Regions from separate parts of the Ovis aries genome. Here region 2 is linked to region 1. The links are chromatin contacts, called in public Hi-C maps. All regions are on one chromosome and are shown on one strand. The core of a region is the stretch at or near the end of the contact, and the rest is flanking DNA. Distances in the headings are between cores, read along the strand shown. Region 1 has its middle 30 kb from the start of AFTPH. Region 2 holds the start of LOC101115106 (large ribosomal subunit protein uL23-like).

Region 1 (7,231 bases), core at 1,966-4,465:
ATGGAGGAGCCTTGTGGGCCCCAATCCATGGGGTCACAAAGAGTTGGACACAATTGAGCAACTAACACACACAAATAAATAATTTGAAAACCTAGTGATTGATACGCTCATTTCCTACCATTACAATCAAAGTATATGAGAGCAAGGATTTTTTTTTTTTGTCTTGTTTTGTCCGCTTTTGTGTGCCAAGTGCCTAGAATAGTACCTGGTGCTTAGAGAGCTCAACATTTATTTGTTGAGTAAATGAATTTTAAAAAACATCCTAATATGTGGGTCAGACAACGCACAGCTGGAGATCGGATCTAGTGCATGGCTCATGAGTTTACAACTTCTGTTTTAGACCCTTACTGAGAAGTCCTTGGAGGAAAGTGCCATTTAGAGTGGCAAGCAATTTCCTGCCTCTCACAAAGTAGATGTTTGATTTATTTTGTTCTGGGAAATAGACCGCAAGGAGTTTTTAAGAAAAGTTTAATAAATTCCAGTGAGCCCCACATCTGCCTGCCTGCCTGTCTCTTCACAGAAGACTGTGACAGAAGTCTATTTCTCATACTATCTCTGCTATAAATTCTAGAATTGTTCACATCCAAATTTCTGTCTCAGTCTTGCGATGGGGACCAGTTGTGGTCCCCATAGTTACACCAGCTAACACATTCCCTTTTGTATATTGACTTGGTTTGAGCTGGGTTTCTGTCACTGTGAGTGAAAGAGTCCTGACAAGTTTCACGTGATTTGGGCCAAGCTGTTTCACATTTCTGAGTCTCAGCTTCTTTTCTTATAAAAAGGGAAGGGGTCAGATTACATAAGCAGCAAAGCTCCTTCTAGGATTTTAACACTTCAGAATTCTAGTACGTTTAAGGCTACCAATCTATGGAACCCAAACATTTTTGACTGTAGGCAAACTTGGTTCCCTGGAGCCACATGTCACTCTTGGCCTGATCACCACCGCCCCTCCAACATGACAGTGTCTATTGCTTCCACCTCTTTTGGGGGGTTGGTTGTTCTGATTATGTGTTCTGAACACATGGTCCTGTTGGAAGAGCTGCCTGTATTTTCCTTCTGGTATCTCCAGATATGTCCTACAATATGATCTTTGTGGACACATTTTCCTTCTTCCTCACCCCAACTACTGTTTGTCTTTTCCTCTCTTGTTCCATGTCTTGCTAAAAAGTCATGATCACTTGTTCCACAGCATTTAGACATTCTTAGATCTTTCATGCCAGGACCCTAGTGTGTGAATCTTCCTCTTGCTTCAGCTCCTGCCCCATCCCTCCGCTAAACACAGCCCACTTCCAGAAGAATAGAAAATCCTCAATGAGATTAAAACTTTCATTTAGGCCAGGAAAACAGCTTATCTTCTGAAAACACCAACTTTCCACTTAGCAAGTGCTCTTGAGGGTAAGAAATATAAGTATTAGCTTAACACTTTCTTGGAATGCAGAGACAGAATATTCAGAAACCAAAGCAGAATTAGCTTTGAGTGTGAGTATGAGTGTGTGTGTAAGGCAAGTGTGTTGGTAATGAACATGCCTTTTATACCCTGAGCTCCCTTTCTTACTGCAAGATCCTCTCCTCCGCCTTTTTTAATTGCTGTCCCAAAGTCCAGCCAGGCTACAAATACCTGCTGAAGTCCCTCTGAATGGAACAGCCTTGTACAAAGCTCACCTCCCAAGAGGGCTGAAGGGAGTAGAGCCCTCACTGAAATGTGAAAAAGGATTGCCCTCCTGTTACTGGATGATTTCCCTCAGTGCTTCCTCAGTAGTTTCAGCTGCAGCATTCAGTTAAAGCCTCTTGCAAAAATGACTCCTCCAAATCTGGGGAGAAGGACAGCTTTTCCTTTGTTTAAAGTCTCCTCCACTGCCCACCCTGCCCAGTGGGTACTGGGTGGAAAATGTATTATGGTGATGTTCTAAAACGAAGGAACGCTCGACCTGTCCCCAAGGCCATGCGAGTGGGGAGTGTCAGGGGATCTCTGTGGCTATGTGCAGAGCTTAGAAAAGGGGCCGATTGCTTCTCCAGTCTTTGAGAGAAAGCTGCATGTTCATGGTATAATCTCCCCTTGGGGACCGAACCCCTCTGATTTTGTTAACAAATATATTAGATGACATTTGAAAATTCTTTCTACACATAGCTTTTTATTAGGTGCTATTCTCTTCTCTCCCTCACCCTCATCCCACCCCCCAGCTCCCCAGCCCTTCTAGAAAATCAGCGTGCATCTGAACACTGGGAGGAGAGGGAGGCAGTGCACCCGCTTCATCCCAGCCTGCCAGAAAGACCCAGGCGCTCATCCACAAAGACAGCTGCGGCTGAACAGGATGTGTTTCCATCCTCCAATGTTTCCTGTCTTTCTAGTGACTTCCTATCTCTCGTTGATTGACAAATTGTTTTAAGATGCTGGAGACTGATGAAAAACAAAACCAAATCCTGCTGTGATCCTTTCACAACTGGGCCCTTTCTGTTCATCTCTGAGTGGCAGGCAGGACTTAGTGTGATCAAAAAGGAGAAGACTGAAGGGACATCACTCTGAAGAGAGGAAGGCAAGGCCAGGGGCTCTGTCTCAAGGCCTAGAGCTCTGAGTCGCCCTGGCACAGGCATGGGAAAGCCAGACCTGCAGAGAGGAATGGGCAGAGCCCCCAAACCCAGGTAGGTCTGAGGAACCCTGGGAGGGTTACTTTTCCTGGCATTCCTTTTCCTCTCCTGTAATTTGCGAGGTTTGTGGGAGAATTCCCTCACATCCTTGTACCTCACTGTTCTCATTTCACACCCTTGTATCTCACTGTTCTTATTTGTAAATGGAAGGGCTCTGCAATAGGCACTTCTGAGATCCTGTGGTTCTGAGGCTGACATGAGCCAGGATGGGCCACGTCTCAAGTAGCTGGGCTGTCTAGTAGGGCCTCCAGAGGTGGCTACACTGCTCTTTCCAGACCAGTGGTTCTCAAAATTGAGGTGCATCAGGATCCCCTGGAGGGTTTGCTGAAGCGGGCTGCTGGCCCCACCCTCAGAGTTGCCTTTCAGTAGGACTGGGGTGGGGCCTGAGAATTTACACTTCTAACAAGTTCCCAGGTGCACCCCTGCCGCTAGTCTGGGGATCGCGTATTGAGCATCACATGGAGCAACGCCCAGGGCGTGGGGGAACCGCTGAGAAGAAGGTCACGAGGGTTGAGCAAAGGCCGCCTGGGCAGCCGCGCTCAGGATGCTTACCTCTCCCTCCCACCTGCAGGGGGCAGCCTGGATCTGCCTCAGCCTAGAGGAAGCACCGGGTTAAGTTATCTCATGATAAAATAAATACTCCAGTTTCCTGAAAAATTCTAGGTAGATGTAAACCTACCTCTCGGGTCTGAGGAACCCTTGTAGACTGAGTGTTCTCAGCCTGGATAGCTGGGCTGTTACTACTGAAAGAGACCAACTCTGCTAATGCTGGACTCCCGGGTAGGAAGCGTGTTCTTTCGCCTGAAGGCTCCCACTGCTGGCGAAGTGCGGGCTTTGCCTCAGGGCCCCGGAAATGTTCCACGGACGAACAAATTAAGACCCTGAATATTTGTGCAAGAGCCGATGAAAGAGAAGGGCAGAGAGTGATGGAATGAGTTTTACACATGGTCAGTCTACAGGGGCACTGACCATTGTTTCGGAAAGCAAAAGTATCTTCTGGTGCTAGGTGATTCTCCCCTGTGAAACTGCACAGGCCTTCCCAAAAGCTAACGTGTTCAGATGGGCAGAGGGCTGCAGGAGCAAAACCAGCCAGCAGGGGTCGCCTTCACATTTGCTCCTTGGGGGGGGGGGGTCTTAGCCTTGTGCAAGATATTTCCCAGTCATCTGTTCTTAAAATTATTAAAGCCCGTTATACTGAGAAGCCTAAAACTTTTATTTAAAACAAAGTGAAAATAAATAAGCAATACAAGACAAAAAACACAAAGAAAACCTCCAAGCTGCCTTCTATATGTGCAACAGAAACAGACAGCTTATGCAGTACGAGCTGCTCCAATAGATAACTTCTCTCTCACCCAGGAAGCTGCTCAGCTCATAGACTTGCCCAATATGGAAAAGAAAGGCTTTATGGGGACGTGGGAGGAGCAGCAGAGGTACTCAGATGAGGAGAAGGTGCTTTGGGAGTCAAGACAGAAGACTAGGGTTCTTGGAAATAATTCTTCTTTCCCCTCCAGGCTTCCCTGGTAGCTCAGACAGTAAAGAATCCGCCTTCCAATCCCTGGATCAGAAAGATCCACCGGCACAGGGAATGGCTACTCACTCCAGTATTCTTGCCTGGGAAATCTCTTGGACAGAGGAGCCTGGCAAACTACTGTCCATGGGGTTGAAAAGAGAACTGACTGAGCGACTAAGTATACTTCATCCCTCAGGTTAGGAGGTCAAATTTGGGCAGAGATTCAGGGCAGAGCCTGAGGACTATCATAACAGTCTGATTATCTCCTCTGGTGTACTCAGTTTTCCACTACCTGTGGATTTCTGTCCAAGCTCAAGATATTTATGTGTGAAAGTGGTACACACCAGCCCCACTATCAGTAAAGATAGAGGCCTTCTGGGTGGTCTCTAAGGGTGCTCCTAGGCTTGTGCTACCCCATTCCCACACTCTCAAAGTTCCTTTAGTGGCCATAGTGGTCATGTCATGGGGCACAATCAGCATGTAAGACCAGCTGTGGATGTGAGACAGAGCAACCCAACATGGTGCAGCTGTAGGTCAACCCACAATTGACCATTGGAACAACACATGACCCTCCTTAGCAACATTATCTGTCCCCTTCACTGGTAGTGGGACATCATTACAGGGCACTTTTCACTAAGGTGGTTCCTCATGCTTTCCATCTTCCCTTCTCCAAAATTCTCCTCCTCTGTATTGTCAGTCTTTTTTGGTAGTGTCATCATTCACAAAATCACCTAAACAAGAAACTTTCTAGTTAGTTTTTGCTATTTCTCCACTATCCACATTCTGGCCAAGCCAAGAAATTCTGATTATCCTCTCTTCTCCACAGCCACGAGTTAGGACTCACCTGGATGGCTACTGGCCTCTATTCTCATCCTCAGCACTGATTCTAGATGCTAGATGCTCTAAAAGTCTTATTTGATCGTGGAGTTCCCCCGCTTAAAAACCATGCGTAGCTCCCCATGCGTAGCACCCCAAGCCTATAGAATATGTGGCTGCATTCATTTCCAGAACCAGGAACCAGACAGGGTATAGATAAATGAGTGAGTGAATGAAGAGAAACTAACAGATGGGGAAGAAGAATTGGTAAGAGTTTTATTGAATTCCTGTCATGAGGGAGACCACCCACTGTAATCCTGTAAACCCTACTATATGCCCTGGAGTTGAATTCCAATGAGTACAAGGGAATAAACATTGTTTTTAAAATTTTTTATTCCATTATTCATGCCACAGGAGCCAGGCATGCTTCCCATTTCCTTTTCCACACTACTTATAGATTCCAAAAACACTTTGCACTGCTTCCCTGACATCTACACAAAAGAGAAATAAGTGCTGTATAAACTAGAAGACCAACCCCCCAGAGTATCTTTCTGTCATCAGTTGGGTGAGTGCACAGTTCTAACCTGCTAGTCTTGCCTGGCCTCTAGCTGGAAAAAAGAATGTGGTCTTAGAAGGAGAGAAATATTTCCTCTTTTTAACACAGGCCCTTATCATATACCCCTGCCCTTAGAAAATGACCACTTTTTCTGAACACACCCATAGAAACACATTGGCTTCTTATAAAAACTGCTGTTCTTGTGTTTTTGTCCTTAATATCTGCATTTTGAGGGTGACTGGCCCTTGCTGCTGCACTTGACAGGAGCTGACAAGTAGGCACATGTGGGTGTCACGGATGCGGCGACTGGACTGTCCCAGGGATGAGGCCGTGAGAAGCTGGTTTGGTGTTTGTACACCCAGGCAACCGTCATGTTTACTTGCCGTCTCTGGTCAGCTTCCAAACCAGCAGCACCGCACCCATTAACACTGGGCTCCACGCTGGTTACTGACGGGTTGGACTGCCAGTTGTGAGGAATTATTACTTTCCACTTGAGCAATGGATGGTTTCATTGGAGGAGAAGCTTTACAAACACCCATCAGAGTTTCGCTTGACAAAAATCCTAAATACCCAACAAGGTCATGAAACCAAGAGATGTGTCCTCCTCCCAGTCAGAACATCTGCTCCTCTGCTTTAGAGGCTGATGTATATTGTGCTTATCCACCTGTTTGGATGTGTTGAGATCCAAATTGTGTGTTTGGTATGGATCTAGACCTTAGGAACCCACGGATAAATACGGTATGGTTGGCCAAGAGCGATAACTAGGTGAACAGGTAAATGTAATGCAAGCTCATAGGACTAGAAAAGCAGGCAGGAATAAAGTGCTATGGGGGGCACAGAGGAGGTGGATGGACAAGAGGGGATGGCTTGTGGAGTGGATGATACTTGAGCTGGGTGTAAAAGGCAAGGAAGAACATTTGAAGAACAGCACATGCCAGGTACTGTTCTTGGTGCTTTACCTGCATGGACTCATATGTGGTGCTCACAATAGCCCTGTGAGAAGGGAACTATTATTATCACCAATTTACAGATGAGGAAGCAGAGGCTTAACTTATGGAGGGTAAGTCACTTGTCTAAGGTCATATACCTAATAAGTCAAGAACTTGGGATGTGAGATATTGCCAGGTATGTAGTACTCACTCAGTAAACATATATTATTATTTTATTATTATAATCATTAAGCACAGGACTACTGCCTCTAAAGTCCATGTCCCTGAAGACTGTGTTATCATGGCTCCAGCAGTATATGAAATAAGATGTCTGATTCTTACCCTGGGTCACTAGAGGCATGAATCCTTTGTGGTGGCATTCTTAATGTTCTGCATTAAAACTTGGAGCCTTGGTAAATTCTGGAGAAGGCAGAATTGGTCTTTGGCTCCCACAGGTCATAGGAGAGCCCCTGTCCCCCTTGTGTGCTCCTCTTCCTTCAGGCTGCTCTTCTATTCTTTCCCCACTTTTGAAAAATCTATTTCTCGATAAAGGCTCAGACCATTCAAGTCAAAAATCTTAGAACTTGAAACATGGAATCATTTGGTTTAGCTCCTTGATTTTACAGATGCAAAAACCTAGGCCAACTTAAACAAGATTCTTTTTGTTTCAAGAGACGTAACCCAACTTAAACTATCTCAAGTGAAAAGGGGAGATATATTCATTTTCAAGGGTGAAACTAGCTTCAGGGTTAAAAACAAATGCCGTTGGTTTGT
Region 2 (7,231 bases), core at 3,183-5,682, 400 kb after region 1:
GCAGGAAGATGAATGTGATTTGAGATCACTGTTAACTATCCATGATGCTATTCTGTTGGCACTTAAATGTATGAGTGTGAAACCCAAAGTAAAATCCACCTTGAAGATACGAATTCAGAAATCATCAGCCTTAGGTCTTACAAGTGACTGAGACATCCCAAGAAGTTGTGAACCATTCAGGTGGAACAGTGAGATGAAGCGGTAGAGTGGGAGAAGAGAAACCCATAGCAAAAAGAGATGTCAGAGGGAAAATATAGAAAACTAGAAGAGACCAACGATGTGGAAGTCAAGAGAAGAGAATGTGGTTATAAAGGGCTGGTTTACAGTGTCATGTTGTTCAGTTATTAAGTTGTGTCTGACTCTGCGACCCCATGGACTGTAGCCTGCCGGGCTCCCCTGTCCATGGGATTTCCCAGGCAAGAATACTGAAGTCGGGTGTCATGCCTTCCTCCAGAGGACCTTCCCGACCCAGGAATTGAACCCACATCTCCTGCATTGGCAGGTGAATTCTTAACCACTGAGCCACCAGGAAAGCCATTACTGAGGAGCAAGTAAGTCAAGGGCTGAGAACTATGCACTGGCTTTAGCTACAAGGAAGGTGTTTGTGACTTTGACAACTGCATTTTCATAGAGTGAGAGAACAGAAGCCATTCTCCAGAAGTCTGAGGAAACCTTGAGGGTGAAGCAGTAGAGACCTGGAAAAGTCAAATAGCTTGGTTATGGAGGGGAGGAGTTGGAAAAGGAGAAGCAAGGGAGGGAAGAGAGGAAGTAGGAAACGGGAGAAGTGTGAATGGGAGAGGAGGCGAGGGGAGAAAACGACAGAGACACAAGGGTGAAGGAAAGATTTATGTGTTTGCATATTAGAGCTACTTGGTCCCATCACTTCATGGGAAATAGATGGGGAAACAGTGGAAACAGTGGCAGACTTTATTTTTTGGGGCTCCAAAATCACTGCAGATGGTGATTGCAGCCATGAAATTAAAAGATGCTTACTCCTTGGAAGGAAAGTTATGAGCAACCTAGATAGCATATTCAAAAGCAGAGACATTACTTTGCCAACAAAGGTCTGTCTAGTCAAGGCTATGGTTTTTCCAGTAGTCATGTATGGATGTGAGAGTTGGACTGTGAAGAAAGCTGAGCCCCGAAGAATTGATACTTTTGAACTGTGGTGTTGGAGAAGACTCTTGTGAGTCCCTTGAACTGCAAGGAGATCAACCCTGGGATTTCTTTGGAAGGACTGATGCTGATGCTGAAACTCCAGTACTATGGCCACCTCATGCGAAGAGTTGACTCATTGAAAAAGACTCTGATGCTGGGAGGGATTGGGTGTGGGAGGAGAAGGGGACGACCGAGGATGAGATGGCTGGATGGCATCACGGACTTGATGGATGTGAGTCTGAGTGAACTCTGGGAGTTGGTGATGGACAGGGAGGCCTGGCGTGCTGTGATTCATGGGGTTGCAAAGAGTCGGACACGACTGAGCGAATGAACTGAACTGAACTGAACTGAACTGAAGGATGTTTGAAGGCTGAAAGGAAGGAGCCGGTGGAGGATGGAAGGTAATGGATAGAGTGTAGGATGTAGGAAATTGGATCCATAGCAAATGGAAAGAATTAGCCTGAGACAAGCTAATTTCATTGTAACTGAAGGAAAGGGAAGAAAAAAATGGTGTGGATATAAACAATATTCAATTCAGTTCAGTTGCTCAGTCGTGTCCAACTCTTTGCGACCCCATGGACTGCAGCATGCCAGGCTTCCCTGTCCATCACCAACTCCCGGAGCTTGCCCAAACTGGTGTCCACTGAGTCGGTGATGCCATCCAACCATCTCATCCTCTGTCGTCTCCTTCTCCTGCCCTCAATCTTTCCCAGCATCAGGGTCTGTTCTGATGAGTCAGTTCTTCACATCAGGTGGCCAAAGTATTGGAGCTTCAGCATCAGTCCTTCCAATGATAAATAATGTTGGAGGTAGGCAATTGACAGAAGTTCTATCTAATGATTTCTTACATCTTCCTTCTGAAATGAGAGAGGAAAGTGGGAGAAGGAAGAATGGAAATTGGAGGAGCATGAATGAGGTTTGAAGTAGCTACTGGAGAGAATAGAGACACTGCTGGGCAGCACTAAGGACCAAGTAAGGGTATAGAATATACTAGATATTAGCAGCAATCTGCTTAGTCATGTGACTTGACCATCAGCATTTGAACCCCCAAAATTGCTCTGGGGAGAAAGTTAGATGGATCTGATACTGTTATGTAGTTATGTTGGTTCCAAGTGACAGGAAACCCAAATAACAGTTTCTTAAGCATAAAAGAGGGCTTCCCAGGTGGCGCTAGTGGTAAGAACCCACCTGCCAATGCAGGAGATATAAGAGATGCAGGTTCAATCCAAGGATAGGGAAGGTCCCCTGGAGAAGAGCATAGCAACCCACCCACTACAGCATTCTTGCTTGGAGAACCCCATGGGAGAGGAGCCTGGCAGGCTACAGTCCATAGCGTTGGAAAGACCTGGACATGACTGAAGTGACTTGGTATGCACACAAGCATGAAAGAAGTTGATTACCCTCTTATGTAAAAATCCAGGTAGACCAATGTGTCAAGAGTCAAAATTCCTTTGATCTCCTTACTTTGCCATCCTCAGCATTTAGCTTCCCTGTCGTGGTCTAATGTGGTTCCTCCATGTCCATCCATTTCGTGTGCATTGCAGCCAGCAGGACGAAAGGAAGGCCCAGAAGGGCATATGCCACTTCTACCTAAATCCATTGACCACAGCTTGGTCACACGTCACATCTAGCTGCAAGGAGGATGAAAATTTTAGCCTCTCTCATGGATGACCATGTGACCTGTTACATTTTAAATTAAACAATTTGAGCCCAGACCTTGGGAGATACCAAGACTTGCTGGGTTTATCTGGGTAGGCACAATAGAACGGAGCTAGGAAGTAAATGATGCTGTCAAGAGGAATTTAAGGAGACAGAAGGGAGCCAATCAAGATAAGGGAGGAACTCAGTGATCCGGTTGTTTTGGTTCAGGTATCTATTCACCCTAGTGTGACTTCTGTACTTTAAAGGAAAATAAACTCCCAGGTTCAGGGGGATGTGCCCTCGTTCTGAAGCCAGTATTTCTTGACAGGGACACTATTGGCATTTGGGGCAGGCCAGTTCTTCATTGTACAGAGCTGTCCTGTACTTTGCAAGACAGTAAAAGCTCCTGACTCCCACCCACTAAATGCCAGTGACCTCCTAGTCATAACATGCCTCAATAATCTGAAGGAGGTGTTACCACTCACAGTTGAGAACAACTGATATAAATTAATCATGGTAATCCCGTCTGCCTTGCTGCTGTGACTGGCTCAAGAGTGGACAGTTTTTTTAACCTTTTTTTAAAAAAATTGTTTTTTTGAAGTTTAGTTGATTTACAACTTTGTGTTAGTTTCTGCTGTACAGCAAAGTGGTTCAGTTGTACATATATATGAACATTCTTTTTCCTATTTTTCCATTATGGTTTATCATAGGATATTGAATATAGTCCCCTGTGCTATACAGTCAGAACTTTTTGTTTATCCATTCTATGTATAATAGTGTGCATCTGCTAATCTCAAACTCCCAATCCATTTCTCCCACATCCCCACAAGAGAACCTTTTGAGGTGATGTATCTTGATTGGGTGGTGGCTACAGGGACATACATGTTTGTCATAACCCCATCGGACTGCACATTTACTAGGGATGCAGTTATTGTTTGCAACTTATGCCCCTTTCCTGGCCTTTTCCAGCTTCTAGAGCTGCCCTCCTGTGTTCCTTAGCTCATGGCCTCTTCATCCATCTTCAAAGTCAGCAGCTAGTATCTTGCTTAAACCCACTATTGTCATCTTCTATCTCAAATCTATGTCTACCTCCCTTTTTTTTTTAATAGTGAAAACTTTTATATTTGAAATTAGCCAGCTGGACTCAGTTTAGATGATCGCAATTTTGTTGGCAACATCCAAAGCATCATAGTCAGGAGCCAGTCGAACATACGCCTTCTTCTCTCCATCAGGCCTGATCAGAGTATTGACCTTGGCCACGTCAATGTCATAGAGCTTCTTCACAGCCTGTTTGATTTGGTGTTTGTTGGCCTTGACATCCACAATGAACACCAGTGTGTTGTTGTCTTCTATTTTCTTCATGGCTGACTCGGTGGTGAGGGGGAATTTGATGATAGCATAGTGGTCAAGTTTGTTTCTCCTAGGGGTGCTCTTCCAAGGATATTTGGGCTGCCTCCTGAGCCGCAGTGTTTTGGGCCGCCGGAAGGTGGGTGACGTCCAGATCGTCTTTTTCTTGTGGCTGTGGATACCTTTCAACACTGCTTTCTTGGCCTTCAAAGCTTTTGCTTTGGCTTCAGCGTTAGGAGGGGCAGGGGCTTCCTTCTTTGCCTTCAGCGCCATCTTCATGAAAAGGCTACCTCCCTATTTTTTTAATTAATTATTTTTAGATGAAACAAAGATGAGTATTTTTAATGCTAAAACATACAATTCACGAAGATGATAGACATCGTAAATCACTGGACACCTAACAACCTAATTTAGACCTTAGTGCATTAGCGCATGGCAGTCTCCTAGTCACCATGGTTGGTTCATTCTATTCCAGTTCACAGAATGTTAAGACTTTTGTTTGATGCTTATAGACTCACTTCCTCTCAGCTCCTCTGGACATAATGACATTTGTAGGCCCAATTGCTGCTAACATCCAGCCCATAACTGCTAGGGGAATCAGTCCTAGAATGAAGCTGATGTTGAGGGTGGTACAGGAGAGACAGAAAGAAACAGAGGCCTTAGTAATTCGGAGAAGGAAATGGCAACCCACTCCAGTGTTCTTGCCTGGAGAATCCCAGGGATGGGGGAGCCTGGTGGGCTGCCATCTGTGGGGTCGCACAGAGTCGGACACGACTGAAGCGACTTAGTAGTAGTAGTAATTCTGAAATGCAACCAACTCAAGGCCTTTTCCACAGCTGATGTTCAGTCCCTTGAGTCAGAAAATACCCTTATTGTTCAAATTGGTTAGACTTGAGTTACCTGTTACTTGCAAGTGAAAATACATTAATAGAAAAGAGAAGCAAAGGAAGATTGGGCCAAGGTAGTAAAAGTCTAGGAAAGTTGTGAATGAGAGTAAAAGATGAGGTAGATGACTGTCTTGAGAAGAAACCAAGGAAAACGGAGAATGGGTACCCTGAGTTTGGCTGGACATAAGATTTTATAAAAATTAATCTCCTGTCTTTTCTTGGACTGGGGGTCAAGGGTAATCAGAACAGCTCTAGCATTGTACTAGGATAACCCAGTGAGGTTTGTATTAACTCTAATGTTTAGAAGAAACTGAAGACTCACCCAAGGCCATGAGTCAGTAGCTGGCAGAGGTAAGTCCTAGTGAGTCTGACTCCAGTACTCAAATCCTTTCCACTGAGTCCCCATTCCTACTTGATGCCAGTCTGAAATAACCAGTTCCAGCCCTCATCAATCCATTCCACACCTCAATCCAGGACGGCAGGCAAAACTGACTGGTCAGTGGGATTGTTTTCCCCCAGACAGTGGATGGTCTGCCTACAGGATGTGCGGTACTGTGTTTGGGGTACGAAAACACAGATGGGTCATGGGCTAGATGGAGGGGCAAGATAGCTTACAAAGACAACACAAGCACAAATGAAAGTAACAACCCCAGGGTGCACCAAGGAGGAGTGGCCCAAAGATTCCTGGTGAGATAAAAAGTACTGACTGTTAATTGTCAAGCACTGAATGTTAGATTCTGTGCATCTACATTTTTTTTCATTTCAAAAGCTTTTATTTTTCCCATTTTACTTTATTTTTTGAATAGTTAATGCTTAAACGTGGTACAAATGCAAAAGTTACAAAAGGTGTACAGTGAAAAATAAATCTCTCTCTTCTCTGTCCCCCAGCTACCGTCTCTGGAGGCAACCAATACTGACAAAATCAATCCCTGCCCTCTCTGCTCCCCACCCCACCCCCATTATAAGCTGAGGTACATAAGCTAAATTGTCTTCATTCAGTAAAGATACCTTCCTAAGGTAGCAGCCTTGTAATGGATACGCTTAATAAATCAGATTTACAAAAATACATATGGTAACTTTATTGTATATCATGACTTCTTGCTAAAAAGCCCCCATTGCTGATGCAGGTGGAAAACACTTGACCTTGCTGATTAAAGAAGCCTCTTTTAGATTTGGGCTTCTCAGGTAGCACTAGTAGTAAGGAACCCACTTGCCAAGGCAGGAGATAAGAGACATGGGTTTGATCCCTGAGCCGGGAAGATGCCCTGGAGGAGGGCATGGCTACCCACTCCAATATTCTTGCTGGGAGAATCCCAAGGACAGAGGAGTCTGGTGGGCTACAGTCCGTAGGGTCACAGAGTCAGACATGAATGAAGTGACTTAGCATGCACACTTTTAGGCTCAAAACAGTCTCTTTTGGGAAATCACTGCACCTTTCAGGGTTTCTCCCTCATCCTAGGGTTCTCCTCTCCCCATTCCCTTTCCCAAATGGTTGCCCAGGTGGAAGGCATGCTACAGGGGAGATACAAGGGAAGAGAGCATGGTGAGGAAATTGTTCTCTCTGGCCTTTGGGCTGTGTTCATTCCAGCTCCTGACAGCCACAGTCTCCACCGTGATCATCAGTGGTAAAGGTCACATACCTTTACCTTCTTGGCCCAAGGCCAGGCCCATTACAGCCCCATTCATCCTTTCAGCCTTCACTGTCCTCCCAGGGGATCTGCTGTAGACTGCACACAGGCCGGGAAACGGGGAGCACTTCTCAAGGCCTCTCATTACCCAACCGTCGCATTTCTTCTTCTCTGTAGTTGGCCCAGTTCCAAAGGGAAAGCCAGCAGCTCTCCTGCCTTAGGGCTCCGGTCACCCCTCATCTGGGGCAACCCTGTGCTCATAACCTCTGACTCTCATAGCTTCCTGCAAGCTGCTTAAACTTTTCTCTTCCAGTCATGGGAAAATGGCTCTGACGTCACATCCTGTGTTTCTTCCTGGCACCGTCTGTGACCTGCTCAGGGGCAGTTCTCCAAGCTCTGCCTCATCTGTGTATACAAACATATTTTTTTTTTTCTTTCAGCAAAGTCTGGCTTTTACAAATCAGAAGCACTTAATTTCAATCTATTGTCTTGCTATGACTTTTTTTCAATCCTATTTTGAAACTCAAAGCTAAATGATGACTTACCCATTCTTGGCTGGGTTCCTTCCTC

What was found. Hi-C and Micro-C count contacts between places; a contact is called where the count stands out from the background.
Region 2: a contact with region 1 is called in a Hi-C map of mesenteric adipose tissue, with 4 times the contacts expected there. The contact joins the promoter of LOC101115106 here to the enhancer-like site in region 1. A contact is called at or near these places in 7 of 16 Hi-C or Micro-C datasets (blood, hypothalamus, liver and 4 more).

What each region holds. Positions count from the first base shown.
Region 1 is chr3:43,819,381-43,826,611 of ARS-UI_Ramb_v3.0, forward strand. No RefSeq gene overlaps it. Among named protein-coding and RNA genes, the nearest start is that of AFTPH, 30 kb to the left of the region's middle. Within about 2 kb of position 3,216, at least 30 of the 54 cell types and tissues checked have an H3K27ac peak or open chromatin away from gene starts, as enhancers often do. A contact at or near this core is called in hypothalamus, where this site is marked.
Region 2 is chr3:44,220,438-44,227,668 of ARS-UI_Ramb_v3.0, forward strand. It overlaps LOC101115106 (large ribosomal subunit protein uL23-like), which reads right to left and starts at 4,433. Exons shown (of 1, transcript XM_042245993.2): 1 at 1,475-4,433. The coding sequence starts at 4,425. The coding sequence ends at 3,949.